2 separate regions of the Columba livia genome follow, and region 2 is linked to region 1. Evidence: chromatin contacts called from public Hi-C data. All regions are on one chromosome and are shown on one strand. The core of a region is the stretch at or near the end of the contact, and the rest is flanking DNA. Distances in the headings are between cores, read along the strand shown.

Region 1 (6,004 bases), core at 1,706-4,205:
AGAGTTGTCCAGAAAAAAACAAACAAACAAACTAGTATGTAAAAAAATTAACGGTTTTGACATTTGTTTTCGATTTGTCACAGAATGATTTAAAAAACAAAACATGAATAGAAAGAATGAGACATCCCAGAATAACCGACATCCAGTGACTAGGGTATTTACTTGGGCCGTGTCCAAGTAGTGCTTTATGGGGTTTGGAGCAGACATCTGACATAATGTTTTCAACATTATTTTGGTCAGATTCAAGTTTGGGCTCTGGAGTGGGTTGAAAAAGAGCCTGCCTGGAGTCCTGTACTTCATAGGTGGGACTCCGTCACCAGGCTGTTTCATCACTCAATCTCTCTTTGGTCTAGAGAATTTTATTTATTCTTTTTTTAAACAAAGTAAATTAGCTGTATAGAGAACAGCCAGACAATTATGCTGTTGCTTTTGGTAGGGTGCTATCATATATTTGGGTATTTTTCTGACTTTGGAAATGAATAAAGTAACATCCACATTTCTGCTTCATTCTTATTCAGAACAGATTTTTCTCATGGAAATATCTGAACCTGCCTAACTATACTTCCATGAAATCCAATATATTACCTTTTAAAATTTTATTTTGGGCAAGTTGGCTTTTTCTGATAGCAAAAAATACTTTGGCAAAAAATACTTTGTCTGAAAATTGCCAACCATCTTCTCTGAGCTGAGACCTACCTCTGTATTGTACAAATGTGAGGCATTTACCTTCAATATTTTTGTAGGTGTAAGAAGAGATCACAAGTGAAGTGTGGTCTGGGATGATAGAATCTGTGTGTGTAAATTTGGGGGAACTTCGTAAGGAATGTGTAGAGTAAAATATAAAAAGCTCTTGATAATGTCTCCCAGCTCATACAGAAGTTAAGTTAAATTCAGTATGTAGGAGAGAAAAATCAGAAAATGTATTGGGTTGAAATTTAAATTCTTCTCCTTTGCTTTTCAAACATGGGTCTTTCAATCCTTTCATCCTTGTTCCCAGTCCCACTCTGAATCTCATCAGGCTCCACTGGACACACACGTTCAGCGTCTCTTTCTGGTTTAGCCTGTGCTCCTGCCAGCCTCCCACTATTTTATATTCCCTCCTCCCTGCTCTGTCTTACACCTGGCTGAGCACCCTTGGGTGTCATTGACTAAGAACTGAGACTTGCAAGTGTCCCAGGGGAATCTAAAGGTGCGTGTAGAGGTGCAGAGCACACGGCAGCTTTCCCCTTGCCTCAGCACTCTCAGGTCGTTAATCAGAATGGTTAATTTTAAACACACTTACCATTTCTGCAACTGGTTATGGGAAAACTGATTACTGGGTTAATGGCCCTACTTGAAAACAGTTATCCCATTACTGTAGATTAAATCAATCCAGTGCAGCATGCCTTGTAATAAAGCGTTATTACAGAACATGTATACAGTCAATGCCTTGTTTTCCTAGAAGAATAAAATGGAAATATATTTTGCATCAGACATTAAATGGGGCTTGTCCAGTTCCTCAAGCAGTTAAATGACATTGAGCAATATTGGGGGTAGCTTTGTTTGATGTCATGTGTGCCTCTCAGCTCCATTCCCTTTATAGGTTCAGTATCCATAATTTTTCACTTTTAACATTCATTTCTGAAGAATTGAAATGTCTAGGAAATGAATGCCATGCAGGGACAGCAAAACTAGCTAAGTCATCTCCAGCCCAGGATTTGGTATAGCTGTGCTAATTCACCTACTGAGAATTAAAATAGACTAATTACCTACTGAGAAGCAGAATTTATTGGCTCTGGTGCTAGTTTCTCGTTCTGCTCCTAGAACCTGGTCTGGCTTGTTTTGAGCTAACGCAGGTTGTCTGAGCAGGTGCTGTTCACACTTCCTGTAATTTAGGAAGCGCTGGGTGATGCTCTATTTTAGATGAAATACATAAACAAGATTCGACTGACTTCTGGTCAGTGGAGATCTTATCACACCTCATAGTCTGGTTCCCTAGGGAAACTACTTACACAATCTTATTATTTATCTGACCCAGTTTTCAATATGCTGACACATTTGTCACAAGTTACATAGATGTTTCAGAGATACTATGTCCTTACCAGTTTTGCAAGAATTAGCACCTACGCAGAGGAAGGAATCCTTTTTAGTGCACCCACTGAGGAACAAGGGAGAATCCAGCAATTATTCATTGTGTTTGACAACAGTGAGCCATTCGACTGATTTGCACATTGTTCTGATGATATTCTTTGGCAAAACCACTGCTTTATTTGCCTTCCAAATTAAAAGAAAAAAAGTCAAGAGATGGCTAGGGGAAAGAGGCCAAGGCATGCTAGGGTACTCCCCAGAAAATAAGAGATACTGTGTGTTTTGGGGAGGCTGGAGGGGCAAAGGAGGCTGGAGGCATCGCAGTGGGATGTGATAGAGGATAGCTGGGCTTATTCCAGCAGGGAGGTGTAAGAGGTGTAACATAAATCCATAAAGAATCAAGCTTCATTTGTTCCACATTTCAGGGAATAATTTGTTAGGAAAATATTGAGGCCTTAATTTTGCTATTTTGGATCCATTTACATGCTGGTTGAACCCTTCTGCTATTCCGTGTATCAGTTGTAGCTGCTGCACCGCCTTGCTGTTACACAGCAGGCATCTGCTGTTATGTGACCTGAAAAGATCATTATACTGGCTTTATTTGCTGTGCATTTAATAAAGTTGTAGCTGTTGTGACTATAACTCATGACTCCCATGTCATTCCACAGTGGCGTAACCAGTGGTTCAGCATTCCAGGAACAGCAGTTCAAAGGGACGGACGAGGACTCCAACCTATGCCAGAACATTGCGACTTTTATTACTCCTCCCGCACTCCTCTGGTAGGAGGATCCATTCCCTAGCTGGGGAGCTGAGAAGTACAAAGCATCCTTAGACCTTGTAGTGCAAAATGTAAGAAGCGATGTTATCTGCAGAAAGTGGACTTTAGATTCTATCGGCGCACATTTAGCATAAAGCATTTCCTATGGTAATGCCTCTCACTTTCCCAGACTTTTAAAGGCTCCAAGTGGCACAGAGGCTGCAGACCTCTTTGTAATGTTAATGAATCATCTTAATGGACTGTTTTAGCAGACACATTCATCACCTTTTGTACCACAACGATTTTTTTTGTTATACTTAAATGGTTAAGTAGGCAATAAATGCCTATCAGACCAACCACTATGGTCTAGTAATCCACCTCGTCATAAATCACCAGTGGATTATTATTGTCCCGTTTAATTAACACTCCTAAGGGATTCTATCGTTGGATAGACTTTCACCTTGCACTAAGCAGGCATTAACATTTGAAATAAGAAAAAGTGTGTTTATGTGAAAAGTGTTAATCAGTGTGACCTGGAGCTGGTAGTGGTGGGTTGGGTGAAATATGTGCCTGTGTATATGGTGGCAGTTCCTTACATCAGTTTTCAATGGAAGCTAAAATCAGAACTATGGAATACTTATCTAAGTCATAGCAAATGATAGCTTCAGTATCATTTGTATTGGATCTTACAGATATTTGGTTGGATTTGGTTGTAAATAGCAGCTTTAAATCTTTTTATTGCAGGAGTTAGGAAGGTAGCGTTTTTGTGAGTGTATGTTTTGTGTGTAATATGGGTTGGTTTGTGGTCCAGTTCAGTCTGAAGTGTTTTTAGAGGACTAGATCAACCCCTTTTTCTGCAACAAAAGGTGAGAGGGGAAGTCTGATCCTTTTGCTCCTCTGTGAACTCTTTTCAGACTTCACAGCCAGAAAGAGTAAGCGAAGCAGCAAGAGTTCCTGGGAAAGGCAGTGGGTCCATAGGATTCGATGCTCTTTGCAGAACAATCCCTACAGTTCTTTTGCAAATGGAATTCCCACAGTGGGACACAAGCTTGATACAGGATCACTCTCAATATACAAACATTTTTGTACCTAGTACAGCTCATTGCTGGTTTTTTTCTCTTGGCAGAGTATAAAGATGGCAGCTTTTTTTTTTTTTTTTCCTTTTTTTTTTTCCTCTCTCCTGTAATCCAATTTACTGCATTTACTAGTAATTTCCTCATCTTTTGTCAGGAGAGAAAGATGTTTGAAAAAGGCTCTTGTTAAGGCAGTGTTTCCCATCCATGAAATCTTATCCTGCTTTCTTTGATTTTGTTACATTCGTAATACTAGTAGCGCACTTACCAACTGCACATTCTGTGGATACCAACACTAACAGCAGTTATGTGAGATAACAAAGTGCTCAATTTCCATTTTACAGACAGAGGAACTAACATATAAATCTGCAGAGATTTTCTGAGGTCTTTGATTCACCAGCAGTAGCATAGCTCAAGGGACCCTGTTTCTTGTCTGCACACAAACCTGGCAGGCACATCCCTTTCCTCTTGGCATTTTTGTTAAATTATTTCCTAGTGTGGACTCCTGGAAATTAAGGAACAAATAAAACTGTTAAGTGGAACGCAAACACACTAAATCTTTTCAATTAAGAGACTGAATCTCTTAGTATAAATTCATTTCCTGAAACAAAACTCCAATTATGTAAGACTAATTCTTTCCTCTAAGATTGCATGGATTTATTGACTAACAAAATCTTCTGTTGCATAAATGGAAAAGTGCTGTTTAATGTAGTCTGCTGACCAGAGGCTAAACCATAGCATTAGCATTTTCACTGGGGATTTTTTGTTTCAGTTGCACACTAATCTGTCAGTTTTTATTCTATTTGTAACAAAAAAGGTGTGAAAGGCCTCACAACTGAACATGTGGGAAACAGCACAAAACACTAGAGGAGTTTGAACAAGACGCGGAATTAAACTGAACTTTTAAAGTGTTTGTTGTTATTGCATGAAGAACTGCAGTGACAAAGTAAGAATATGTTATGTGTGGGACAGAATTGTGGGGAGGTATGTGTGCATTGATCTTACAATAGATTTTTCAGATCATTTAACAGAGATGCACAAAACCCACACAGTTTCAAGCGTAGGCACGTCCTGAGAAGAATCTCCTTCATTCCCTCCAGACACACCCTGCTAATTAAATCCATCATTGCCTAGCAGTAAGCCCCAGGGTTCAATCTTTTCTAGAGCACTGTTTCTATCCAACATTTTAGCTCATAGAGCGGGCAGCCAAGATTTCATGTCTCTGCATATAGTAGGACTCATGGCCAATATTTCCTACAGTTTCCTCCTCTCCATCCCAATGTGGATACATAATGGCTTGGGGTTTTGTTTTGTTTTGTTTTTTTGATAGGTAAAACTTAAATGTTCCTTTTGGATTACTTTCTTTTATCCTAACGCAATAACCTCTATGAGGGTGGCAAGTTAAAGTAATAAAATCAGGAATCTGTACTCCATGTAGCTCACTGGCCACGAGAAACTGCAGCAAGGATGGATATTGAATGACTTCTATAGTCCAGCCAGGTTTTATCAGAACAGGTCATCAACCTGTAGGCCGCCCAAACCTGTTCCACTGCTTCCCCATTGATTAAATATCTGGAGGCATTTACACGTGTATCAAATTCTCCATAATCTATTTTATCTTAATCACACCCAAGTTCTTTTTCAAGCTAGTGCAAAAACATTCCCTCCAGTGACGAGAAAACATGGTATATGTACTTAATGTACTGCTGTACATTGAATTTCCTTGGAACCAAACTATGACTTCAGATTCCTATGGGCTGAAATATCAGTGGGACTGCAGGGAGTGTCAGTGAGGTAAAACCTGCCTATGTATGGCCAAAGGTTAAAGATTGGAAAGGGAAGGGAAGGGAAGGGAAGGGAAGGGAAGGGAAGGGAAGGGAAGGGAAGGGAAGGGAAGGGAAGGGAAGGGAAGGGAAGGGAAGGGAAGGGAAGGGAAGGGAAGGGAAGGGAAGGATGTAGACAGAGGTCTTACTGGAATTGTCACCTGTTCCTGTCCCTTAGGGATTTCCACTCACCTTCCTGTATGTTTGTTCCCAGCCTATTTTCCTGCTCTTACTTTCTGCCCCAGGTGTCATCCTGCAAACACCTTGAGCACTGTGTTCCCTTC
Region 2 (6,419 bases), core at 3,137-5,636, 330 kb before region 1:
GATAGTGAAATCAAGATGTAATTTTCTTAGGCCTATTGCCTGGAATAGGGCTTTGAAGAAAAACAAAGTATTTTCATGTTTCTGAAATTCTTTTTGAATTTGCTGTGCAGATTGATACGTGAGCTGCTTTTAAATGTGGTTACCAAAAGTCCACATTTCACTAATAAGATGAGTATTTATTCTCCTTTTCGTGAAGAGTGATGCTGTCAATCGCTATTATTTTGTTCTGTGGTAAAATCAACTTTGACATTTTAAGTGAAAAGATCTATTAGACTGTATTAAAAGAGAAAGAACTATTGGAAAAGATGCAGTGGCAAGGGGAAGGATTGGAGAGCTTAAACACAGAATTAATTCCAACAAAGGTTTACCAGCAGAAAGGTCTTGAAATAAATGCTACTTTTGTCTCTTTTTTTCTTGAAGTGTGGCGTTCCCTTTCAAGAGGAGGATGTGATTGTCCTTAATGGTAATAAAGAAGATGTGGAAGTATTGAAGAAAAGGATGGAGGACAGAAGGCTTAAAAGTAAATTAGAAAAGGTAATATTTTTAGAACAAAACTGAAAGAAGTCTTGTCTGTACTGCAAAGTGCTCTTAGATTGCGTAGCTTTGCTGATCTTCGTGCAGCTGCATTTACTCAATAAGCTGTGTTGTACTTCGCTGCTACTTCTACAAGCAATGAGCTTGTGTGCATGTTTTGCTAACACAGCATATTGAAGGTGGATGTACTGAAACTGTCCTTTGACCGGCAGGCAGCGCTTGCTGCTCTGAAAATCACAGAATTCAGTGCTATGGGGAAAAAGAACAATGTGGCCGCTGTCCCTCAGGTTAGAGGGTTTTTTGCATGGACACTGGAGGGTTTGGGACCAGTGACCCTCTGCCGCCACCTCCTGGCTGAGCTTTGCACCAGCATCTGCTATGGCAGCTTTACTCCTGAAGCATTAATCGTGTGCTCGGCAGCATGGATTCTCCTAATTTTTATAACACATTTCAATATATTTATTTTCTTTGAGTTTGTGTAGCTTTCTGGAAATATCTACAGCATTCTGAGTGTATACAGAGTCAGCTTTGGTGATGCCGATGACTGTTTTAATACATCTTTCTTTTTCAGCTTGGAATTTATATAATCAAAGCCTGTAATGGGATTCTTGTTGCTGTTCTTTGGGTTTTTTGGTGTTTTTTTAATCTGGACAAACATAAATTAACTTGGAAAATCTGTTCCACAGATGCTGTTAAGAAATTTAGATTGACTCTTTGTATCTTTTCTTCCCAAGCAATCCTGCAACAAAGGGCCTGGTTATTGAAAGTTACCCAGGGGGGACTAAATGGATATGAGATGCGGGATTATGCTGAAGTTTTTATTGAAAAATATCTATATTGATTACAGTTAACTGTGTCCTCTGTAATGTTGTGTAATTTACTGTCCTGCTGTGTGCGTTTGGAGTTATCAGATTATTTTAATGATAACACGCACTACCCCCCACAAAGTATACAAACCAAAATACCATATCCAGACAGTTCAGTTTTGGCCTGCACAATTTTCTTTAAGGTGGCTTCAAGATTCCCAAGGTTATTATTTTTCCGTATAGAAATAATACCAAAAATGTGGAGCAATATTGTGGAAAGAAGAGTTCCATTGCGTAAGACATAAAAATGTACTAAAAGGGATTGTGTGTCTATCAAATACAAGTTGGGAATTGTGTGTCCTTTAAGTACATGACCAGATTTCTGCTTGTGTTGTTTCAGAAGTCGAAGAAGTGTAAGGCAGCCGAATCAGCTTCTCAGCAGGACAGCGCTGCAGGTAACGTCACAGCTACGGGATGTGGGACCTTCTGAGGCCTGAAGCAGATTCATGATTTCATTTTTTCTTTCACAGATTGTCCAGGTCCATCAAAGGCAAAGAGTGGAAAGGATTGTATCAAATCCAGTTCTGGGGAGAAGAGGCAGATTATCTTCACCAAAAGTTCAGGTTGGTGAATCTGGGAATAGTTAAATGATGAACTGTGTGAGAAGCGGGGAGAATTTCCATCAGAAATGCCTTGCCTCCTCCCTACTGCCTGCGTTTATAAAGAACAGACTTTTAAAGATATTTCAGTCCAGATGATTATAATTGCTCTTGGATGTTTAGGAACCTAGTAATTCTAATATAATGTTTGCTGTATTTTTCTTTTCCAAGAGTGTAAAGGAAAAAAATGCCTTTTGAAATGGCAGGTCCTTGATTTATGTTTCTAGCAGCTTTTATATCAACCAGCAACAGAATAAGAGGAGAGAGGGAAAATAAAGAAAAGAAATCCATGGACTGAGGAATGCCAGTAGCACAGGAGTTAATTTGTGAACACGGCGCCCTGAGGTTTCTGGACTTGCAGCATACATATTCATTCTGTCAAATCCAGCCTTTGGTAATTCTTTCCAGGCAACTATTAGTGGCATTAAAAGCAGCATTCTCCAACTATAAAAAGGATCTGATCTATGCTGATTTAGGATTGCACATGCAATTCTTATGACTCCATGCAGAAATCAATTAAGTGCTTTTGCAGACATGCTCCCTACAAGCTCTTTACGTGCCTTTGTGCCCAAGTTAAACTAAATATGTAGAGTTTCTGCAGACTTCTGTGCATTCATTTCTTTGCACAAGAGACTTGGCACATGCTTCATCTTTGGAGAAGATTAAATAGTTGTTCAGAAAGAGAAGCGAGGGTTGGAAACAGAGGGATGGGCATTTTCCTACCCAAATAGAAAATGATGCAGACTATTGTTATTGGTCATAAATGACTTTGCAAAGAATAAAGGGAGGAGATAGATTCCCCAGGGACAGTATGTCACAAGTTTAGCTTTTGTCATTTGATAGCTAATTTCCAAACAATACTTCGGGGTGGTGGAATACTTTCATGTTTCTTTCTTGAGACTGGAGTTCAGAGCCAGTTTTCACTCAGAGAAATAAATGTTGTCAATGCTGAATTACAGTGCAAGGCTTTACACAAACAGGAAAGAATTCCTCTCTCTCCAAGATTTCTAAATTCATTTTGAGCATAAATTCTAAAAGCTAAGGACGTGTTTGCTGTTAGGAACATGTTTGCTATTCAGTGCAATTATGGGATGTATTTGTGATAGCCCTGAAAAAATACACTTAATTGCTGTACGTGTTATTTTTAAATGCTTTTATCCATCCTTATTTAAATATTTTTATCAATTTTAAGCTGTTATTGCACGCTTCACTCTATTCCTTTTTCTCTAGCAGATAATGGAAATTCATCCGTACCAGGAAAAGTCAATAAGGCTTCTTCTACCACCAAGAGATCTATTGCGGACAGCGAGGAGAAATCTGAAGCATACAAATCTATTTTTACATCACACAGCTCCGCAAAACGTTCGAAGGAAGAGTGTTCCAATTGGGTTACTCACACAGCATATTGCTTCTGAAACAATGATGAGCCCGATCCTAACATTACTGCTTTCCTTCCCCGAGGCTTTCTCTGGACTACTCTGATACAGAACTTTTCTTGTAATCTGATATTATCTGTTATTATTCCGTTTGCAAGTTGTTTATAAACTTGTGAATAGCTAATGAACTTGTTAGTTGCAACTTCTGTTAAATAAGAAATAGAGTGTTAGAAGCCATGTTGTATCAACAAACCTCTTTCTAAAATGATGGATTATTTGCACAAAAATGTCTCTTTTCTCCTCCTGGTTGGATGCTGTCATTCTTCATCACACGAGTTGGTGTCCTCAGTAGTACGAGTGAGGGCAGCAGGATCTGCCTCCTGTCCTCTGCTGCTGAGCTGAGCCACAACTGTAATTATAGCGTTCAACATATTAGTAGAGAAATTTAAACCTTTTGAAACTTTCTGACAGTCAAAAGAGCAATAACGCTTGTCATTTGGACCAGCTAACTGGGCCCTCAGTAGAACTAGTTTGTTTCTTAAAGGTTCTGTAGGTGTTTTCAAGTAATCTGCCTTTTGATGGAATATATGAAAGCATAATCTTGAAAGCATCTGTACAACATTCTTATTGTACTTACTGTTGTAGCCTGTTTTTGATAACAGGGTATTCACTTGTAAGTCATTATCTATAAAGACGAGCCTGTAATAGGCTATTTTTTTTCCCCAGAAGGTTTTGGGGGGTTTCTTTGTGGGTGTGGGTCTTAAAGTTAGAAGTATCAGGTCTGAGCTTGCTTTCTTTTGTCAGAGGATCAGAATACAGTGGGAGCAAAGTATGAGTTTCCTTCTCTGCTGAAACAATAAGATTCTGTGTACATCTCTGAGGAGCAATTTGCTGGTTTGAATTCAGCAGCTTACCACGAACATAGAAGCGTTTACACAGGGTGAGAGAAACCCGGGTGGTGACAGAAGAGGAGGAGGCGGATCTGCACTGGCTTTTTGGGGAGAAACGACGGGGCAGCAGCGTCAGGCGAGTCAAAGCCCTGGTGGCCGATGGAGGGAACCCCCAGGGCTGGAATGAGCTGCCCAGGACGTTTCTCTTTCGCTTCTCAGGCTGCTGAAATGTGCTGCTTTCACAACATCTCTAGTACACATTGTTTTATTTTCTGACATAAAATTCTTAACAGCAAACAACTTTTTGACTGTTAGTTGCTTGTTACAGAAAGATGCTAAGCATAGTATGTCGCTCAGTTTTATCCCCGCGATGTTGATTTAGATAGAACTTGCTTTTGTCTTATGGCCATAACACTTCAATTGAATAGTTACACATGTGCTTAATTTGTCAGCATTAGAACAGAATAACCTTTTATGGGCTTTCCTTTGGCCCTTTTATTATTAGCTTTTTTCCAAGCACAGGAATCCTTTTAAAATGTTAATGTTCCATAGCAAGGATTTAGTGGCTGAATATTTGAATCCAATAATACCTACATGAAATAACTAGAGGGAGAGATGGAAGCTTTTCACCTTCCTTTCTTCATCTTTTAAAATTAAAATATGCTTTTATGATCCTGGCACAAACTAACCAGAATAGAAATGCAGAAAGTAGGAGGCTTTTAAAACCACTGCATGATGTTACATTGTTACTTTTGTGTGTGAAAATGATTAATTATCCTCATAATTTATTTTTAAAAGTGTCCCCGTTTATAATTGCCAATAGTTAACTGGAGATTCAAATGCTGTGTTTATATTTGCGTAGGTGGTCTCCGTGTTTCAAACATGTTGAATGAAACTACTAGGATTTTATTGCTATTTTGATAGGTATAATTAAAAATTGGCTTGTTGTGGAATTTATATAGTGGTAAGCATTTTTGTTTCCCACAGATGCGAATGCGTATACACAGCACATCAAACAGTTTGAGGTTTACTTGAGCTTCCAGGAAGCGCTCAGCCACATTTTATATGCACGTCTAGTAATCACCTTTGTTCTCCCTGTTCTGTGTTCTTTTCATTATTAACCTTTATTATTTGTTAGTTACAGATAATGAAATTACTGCACTAAAAGATAGACTATAGTAGGCCCTTTATTTGCGGTCTAATTCTCTTTTGACAATAGATGTTAAAGCCCTATTAGTGTTTTATAGGAGTGCGCTGTTCTCTTTAAATCAGTTATAAATCCTAAGGGGAATTAATGCTTTTGATTTAGCTATTACTTTGCTAAAGAATATAAGAAAACATAATACGCAGTTTTTCTTCCCTTTTCTTGATAATATATTGGGCCAAGTCCAGCCTGCTGACTTGGTAACAAGCGTTCTTGCTCATTAGGGCATAATAGTGACTTATTTTTTCAGTTTAACCTGCTCATTTATTAAAATAAGTTCATGATTACCGTGATTTGGTTAATGTGCTGTTTCTTCGTACACACTTGGGTTTATTTTCTGGAATTGATAGTTTGCGCTATGGCACTTTGTTAGGATTTTGTTTGGTAGTTTACCATCCTCCCTCTGTGGAGAGAATTCTTGAAATGTTTATGGTTTATAGAAATGTTGTCAGTGACTGATGAGGTCTTTTCCTTCCCTTTACAAAAAACAGCTGTGAAGGAATGTGATATATTGTTGGCATGTGATGCAATTCATCGCCACAATTGACTTTTGTTAATGTAAAATAGAGGAGCAAAAAAGCGGCCACTTGTGTTGTTGGCAGGCTGGGTTAGGCAGTTGGGGCTGGAACGTTGACTTGGCAAGTTTTAATACATTCAAGCGAATAGTTTGCTGGAGGATGTTTGCTTTGTTGTGGTTTGCTTTTTGTGGGGGAGGGCAATTTAATTTTCTTTTAACATAGGTGAATTTGAATGTTGGTGAAAGTTGAAGACTGCGAGAGTCTTAGAATCTGAAAGCTGCGTTTTTTTGAGATGCTGCATTAGTCTTGTATCCATGTGTCTCTGTTCTGGGGAGTTCACGCAGCAGTTAGTTCTGTTTCCATGATGTTCAAGCCCTGGCCTCTCTTCTGAAGAGCCTAAAAAGGACCCAGTTAGTGTCAGTTGTATAATAG

Evidence for each region. A called contact is a pair of places that touch in the nucleus more often than the background predicts.
Region 2: a Hi-C map of crop shows a contact between it and region 1, with 3 times the contacts expected there. The contact joins two enhancer-like sites. A contact is called at or near these places in 2 of 2 Hi-C or Micro-C datasets (crop and liver).

Annotation. Positions count from the first base shown.
Region 1 is chr16:10,816,297-10,822,300 of bColLiv1.pat.W.v2, reverse strand. All of the region lies in intron 3 of LOC110356708 (a long non-coding RNA gene), which reads left to right. Among named protein-coding and RNA genes, the nearest start is that of BMP7, 12 kb to the left of the region's middle. Within about 2 kb of position 2,955, at least 1 of the 3 cell types and tissues checked has an H3K27ac peak away from gene starts, as active enhancers do.
Region 2 is chr16:11,144,173-11,150,591 of bColLiv1.pat.W.v2, reverse strand. It overlaps RTF2 (replication termination factor 2), which reads left to right. Exons shown (of 9, transcript XM_065032466.1): 6 at 421-534; 7 at 1,741-1,795; 8 at 1,871-1,963; 9 at 3,233-5,762. The coding sequence ends at 3,414. Among named protein-coding and RNA genes, the nearest start is that of RTF2, 23 kb to the left of the region's middle. Within about 2 kb of position 4,386, at least 1 of the 3 cell types and tissues checked has an H3K27ac peak away from gene starts, as active enhancers do.